Linked DNA regions of Mus musculus: region 2 is linked to region 1. Evidence: chromatin contacts called from public Hi-C data. All regions are on one chromosome and are shown on one strand. Each heading gives the region's core, a stretch centred on a gene start, on an enhancer-like site or on the middle of the called end of the contact. The rest is flanking DNA. Distances are from core to core; before and after follow the strand shown. Region 1 overlaps Dcx (doublecortin). Region 2 holds the start of Dcx (doublecortin).

Evidence for each region. A called contact is a pair of places that touch in the nucleus more often than the background predicts.
Region 2: a contact with region 1 is called in a Hi-C map of olfactory sensory neurons, with 1.6 times the contacts expected there. The contact joins the promoter of Dcx here to the enhancer-like site in region 1. A contact is called at or near these places in 3 of 484 Hi-C or Micro-C datasets (cerebral cortex, embryonic fibroblasts and olfactory sensory neurons), 2 of 115 datasets of contacts at active chromatin or transcription factors (embryonic forebrain and neural tube) and 2 of 9 other capture datasets (adipose tissue and pancreatic islet).

Annotation. Positions count from the first base shown.
Region 1 is chrX:143,871,355-143,874,054 of GRCm38.p6, forward strand. All of the region lies in intron 5 of Dcx (doublecortin), which reads right to left. Among named protein-coding and RNA genes, the nearest start is that of Capn6, 45 kb to the left of the region's middle. Within about 2 kb of position 1,412, at least 2 of the 459 cell types and tissues checked have an H3K27ac peak or open chromatin away from gene starts, as enhancers often do. A contact at or near this core is called in olfactory sensory neurons, where this site is marked.
Region 2 is chrX:143,931,831-143,934,763 of GRCm38.p6, forward strand. It overlaps Dcx (doublecortin), which reads right to left and starts at 1,389. Exons shown (of 7, transcript NM_001110223.1): 1 at 1,240-1,389.

The DNA.
Region 1 (2,700 bases), core at 162-2,661:
GAGAGAAGAGAGACAGTGGAGGACCTGAAATCGAGGCAAGAAAGATAACAAGATTAGAATAAAAGACCAAGAACAGAGCGAAAGGCAGAAATAAACAGAAATTAATTCTAGATAATTGTGGAAAAACATCAAGGTCCGAGCCCAGTCCATCTCTAGTCAAGAACATGATGGAAATGAGATGATTTTCCTTTTGAACATGGGTAAATCCATTGCAATTTCAAGCTGTTTTCTATCCCCTTGACAATTAGCACCTTTAATAAGAAAAAAGAAAAGGTGTCACATGAAAAATGGGATAATTAAATGGCTTTCCATGAGATGGTCTTATGGTGAAGCAGTTTTTTTAATCATAGGATCTATATTGCTAGAAAGATATTATGTGATATGCTATTAAAACAGAGAGAAGAGTCTCAGAGGTGGGAGGTAGAGTGGGGGCAGAAGGAGAGAGAACACTCCAGTAAAAAGATAGTCTAAGAATATTGTGGTTTAAACTTCTGAATCATGAATATTTCCTGAGGATATACCTTATTTCCACCGCTGTTATAGAAGGGATATCATGTTGCATTTCATCTTCAGAGTGAATGGAAGTGGCACCATTGACTAGTAGATAGACTTCCTTTCCCCTTACTAACATCTTGAGCCCTCTAGTAATTACTCTTCCCTCACTGACTCTTGTTTTTTTCCTGTTCCTCCTCAGAATCAGAAAACTGTCTCACTGCCCTCAGATTTATGCACAGTCCAAATCCTCTCATTTCTTCTTTTAGGAGAGTTCGTTTTTCCTCTTTGCAATAAGGTGTGTCAAACTAATTTCAACTTCTTTGGCTACCTTATCAATATTTTTGAAAATAGGATTCTTTTGAAGAGGAAGCAGAGGTAGAGGATGCAGAAGCAAGATTTGTGTGAAGGGATTTCTGGCTCTTTTCTCCTTGCTTTCAGCTTTTAGAACATACGCCTTTCCCCGCTTTTAAGCAAGTGCTCTTGGGATTTCTTCCTCTGACAGTTTTCTCACAGAGACTATGGAAAAAAGAAGAGCCAAGGGGAGAGTAGTGACAGTCACCAGAGGTGGGCACATTGTCAAGAAGGCTTCTAACCCATATAGTCCTGTTCAAATTAGAAAATGGTTAGCAAGAGCTTCCTTTCAATTAAGCAAACTAAACGGGCACATACACAATGTTACAAAGCAATAGGGCACCGGAGAGAGAGAGAGAGAGAGAGAGAGAGAGAGAGAGAGAGAGAGAGAGAGAGAGAGAGAGAGAGAAAGAGAGAGAGAGAGAGAGAGAGAGCACATGGAATAACTACTCTTGTGCCACAGAGCTCTCTGGGAATACAGTATCTGTGTTCTATTGATTCCCTTAGTCAGTACTCTTCGGCTGTGCATGTAGCACAGTTACCAAGCTTAATCCCACACGGTCTTGTCTCCCAGGATTTTGGGATGGTTGTGTCCTTGCTCCTGCAGTCATCTTTAGCCTCTTCCTCCTGTCAGTGGTACTTAACTACATGGAACAGGGCATGTAAAACAGGATGGCTGGTAAGGTCAGTAGGTTGACCTATCTGAATTTACAGGGATTTAAATATATTACATGAAAATGAAGAGGGTAGGATGCTGTTTTTCAAAGAACAATAAAAGAGCCCACTTTCAAGTGTGTGTAGTCAAAGAAAGAGTGAACAATGTCACCAGCCAGGTAGTGTTGATGCTGAGATTGCAGGTGGTGCGTTCCCTTCTCTGGAGGATACACAGATCCCTGAAGACAGAGATGTCTCTAAGTGGTCCCAAGTGTACTGATTAAAGAGTTTTCTAGGTAGTGAGTAATACAAGTTATATTATACATTCTTAATTCAAGTTCATTTGACCAGGATGGTATTGAAAAAAGTGTCTTGTGCCTTGCTTCTAACCCATGATGACTGGGTACTAAAGTGACTTTAATGTTCATCCACCTCATCCAGATCTGCTCATCCACTGGAATACCAATAAGGGACACAGTCAAACTCAAGTCTGTTGGCTTTGATAGGATGTTTATTCTGAAATACTCACCAAGTGTGATTTCAGCCCCCCCCCACACACACACACAAATCAAATAGTTCTACCCCACATTGTTGTTGTACGGTTATTCCTGAAACATTCTATCATATGTGATCTCACATGATTCTCTCCTTGATCAACAAAGATACAGCAATTTGAGACTTGCCAAGTTTAAAGTATGTAACTCTTCCTCTCCTTTATGGATGGTGGCTTTAGAATTTGATCACACACTCCATTTCACAATTTCCCACTTCTCCCCCACTGTGCCTCTGTCTTATTCTTGGTATCTCCATAATGCCTTAGAGAGGGAGATCTCAACCCATAATCCAGCCAGTTCCATGTTTTCTCATAGTGAGCTACTCTAGACTTTCTTTTCTTCTGGTTTAAATAGTTCCCGTTTCCTCTGTACTTGCATAGAGACATTTTTAGAAAGCTATCTAAGAGGAGCCAAGGTGGCTAAGACTTATTTCAGAACAAAGCCAAAAGACAGACCTATGGTTTTCACACAACCATTCCAATGTGCCCTTGGGTGCTGTGCCTGGATTGCTTTGGTTAATTGCTCCTGTTAAATATAAATAAATGCTTTTGTTCCTCTTCCCAGACTCATCCATCAAGAAAGCAAGGTCTGAGAACCCAGAAATAGTCCTTCAGGGATTCATTTCATTGAGTTGGTTCTCAAGCCA
Region 2 (2,933 bases), core at 139-2,638, 60 kb after region 1:
AGCCTTTGCATCTCAATACAATGGCTAGGAAGGGGGTGAATTACTTTTATTCCTTGTCCTTTTTTGCCTGCTCTAATATGTGTATCCCCTCCCCCAGAATAAACTAGGATTCTCTTTTAAAGGGACAGCCTCCAGGGAATACCCAGTGCCTTTGTGCTATTCATCAAACCCTCTCCCCATCAAGCTGGTGCCGCTATACGGCATCCATAAGAAATAAGCTGGGGTCTAAAAGGGGGAGGGATTGTCGAAAAAACCCAGTTATTTAGCAAGCTATTAGCTCTGCTTCCCTTTCATTTCCATTTGATCACAGAATCCTTTTTCTCCTTTCAGGTGTTTCATCCCCTCCCCGACCAATGAATGCAGCAACACCTCTTAATGGAATAATTGTGGAAAGATTCCCAAATGGGTCCCTGAATAGCACATGGGACCTTTCCAAGTAGGTACACCTTTCATTGTTCTGGGTTTCTCCCCTGACTGAAGGAATATTTTGCCCTCGAAGCAGGCAATTCACTTCAAACTTGTCTATTGCTTAGGTGTATTGATGGAGGGAAAAAAAAAGTCATCTGTCAAGCTTGGATTTCAACCCCCCTGAACCCGTCCCCCACCAGAAAAAAAAACGTCCAAAACAATGAAAACATGCAACCCAATAATACAACCAAAGCCCTAACCCCTTACAAAGGTAATGTGACATCCAAGAAACCAAACTATTAACATTCATCTCACAAATGGGGGGAAAAAGACTCACAAAGCAAGAGGGCTCAGCTGCTATATATATACTGCCACATCGAGATTTGCAAGAAACCAGGGAGAAAGGAGATAAAGGAGGACTGGTAGTTGGTATATTTGCCAGGCTCAGTACCCCCTTTTTTTCCAGTGTCACCATGACCTATGCTGAGCTCAGCATTGTCTCTGTCAGACAACCTGCAGTAGTAAGAGCCCACCTCCTCAAGATGAGTAGCAAGCATTTTCCCCAGGCAGGCTGTGCAAATAAAGCTATGCTTTAGAATCAGAAGTGCTATTATTCTAAATTAGCATCATAGTGAAAACAAAGGAACAACAAACTCACTTTTCCAAAGGAAAATCCCAGGTAGAATCTTAGAGGACAAAAATCCTATAGAATAAGGCAAATAAAAGAGAAGAAAGAGGCGAACACACAGAGAAAGAAAGCCGTGTGCCTTGTGCTTTCCCGGTTGACATCTGTTACATTCTGCTTGAAAATCACTCGAAAGCCCCACTCACCGGTTTTCTGCTGGTTGGGTGGAGATGCTGAGAGAAAGAAAACCAATCTCTCTATGCCTTTGTTGTCTGAGCTCCAAGCAAGAAATTCCTGCCAGGGTGGATAGTTGCCTTCTAGGTCCTAGTGCCTTGTCCAGCTTCTCCCCTGTAACTGAAGCTTAGCGAACACCCCCAACCTCCTATGATTAATTACATGCTTTTTTTTCTTCAATTCACAGCCTGCATTAACAGCTAGAAAGGTTTCGTTTATAACGCACAGGAAATTGCAGGGTAGGAAAAAAAAGATTGCACAGGCAAGCTCAGAATGCTCTAATGAGCAATGTGCTAGCCCTTTCTCTTAGAAAATTGGCAATTTTACTTGGCTAAAACCTTCTGCCTAGTGGCTGGACTCAGCAGGCCAAATCAAGTTTCTTAGAAATTACAGATCTCCTCTTTTTATCTTCTTCAAAGAAAATAAAAAATATGTAAATTTTTTAACATTTCGGCTCATGCATCCAACACTGGTTGTTTTTTAAACGAAGTCAGCAGGAATAGTAAATTGACAGTACACGGGAAAATAGTTGCAGGAATCATGAAGGCTGGAATTGAAAAGTGGCACTTCTCCAAGTTTTTGTTCAGTTGTTTTATCGAGTCAGGGTCCAGCTTTATAGTGATAGTTGTTCTGGAACTCGCTGTGTAGCCCAGGCTGACCTCTCATTTGCTGAAAATTTTCAGCCTCTGTTCTGCTTCTTGGCTACTAGAATTTGCCAGCACTTAGGTCTCTAGGCCCAGCATGACTCCAAAACATTTTAGACTGATGTAAAACATTGGTTAATGTTTCACCTTCCCACTCCTGGGCATATACCCAAAGGAGACTATAACCTACCATAGAGACACTTGCATATCTGTGTTTATGGCTGCTCTATTCACAAAAGCCAGAAAATAGAAACAGCCCAGATGTCTGTTAACAGATGAATGGGTAATGAAAATGCAAGATATATGCATGATTTTAATCACCCATCAGTAAAATGTGAAATTATGAGATTTGCAAGAAATTGTGTGGAACCGAAAATGATATACTGAGTGAAGTATCCGAGGCTGAGAGAGACAAAAGGATTTATTTTCTTTCTTTCATATGGGACTTTAGCTTATAGTGTGTGTGTGTGTGTGTGTGTGTGTGTGTGTGTGTGTGTGTGTGTGTGTGTAGACATCAAAAAAGGGAAAGCAGCACCTAAGAAGGGAAGTGTGTTTTAAAGATTGGGAATTGAGGTCTAGTCCGTAGAGTGGAATCTTCTGGTTCTATACAACTGGTTAAAAGCTACTATGTCTTTGGAGGTCATAGGCTCTAGGGAGAAACTGATTACTGTTGTTTGGCTCAATAGACATGGTGTCAAACTACCTTCTAAATGTTTGTGTTTCTACCTAATAGATTAAAGATTAGCGAAAGGTTAGGGTTTCTCAGTCATGGTCAAAGAAAAGTCTGTTTGCAGCTGTAAACAGTTAACAAAGAGACTCATACCTGGTCCATGTGCTGAGAATGAGTGGCTGTTGAACACTCGCTCAGCCTTAAGTGGGACATTTTATCATCCTCTCCTAGGTTCAGGACTCATCATTGAAGAAGGAAATGAAAGAATGTAAGAGCTGGAGCAAAGTGGGAGGGGGGGGTTCTTCTGGACACAGCGATCATGAACTCATAGTAGCTGTTATTAATTGAATAA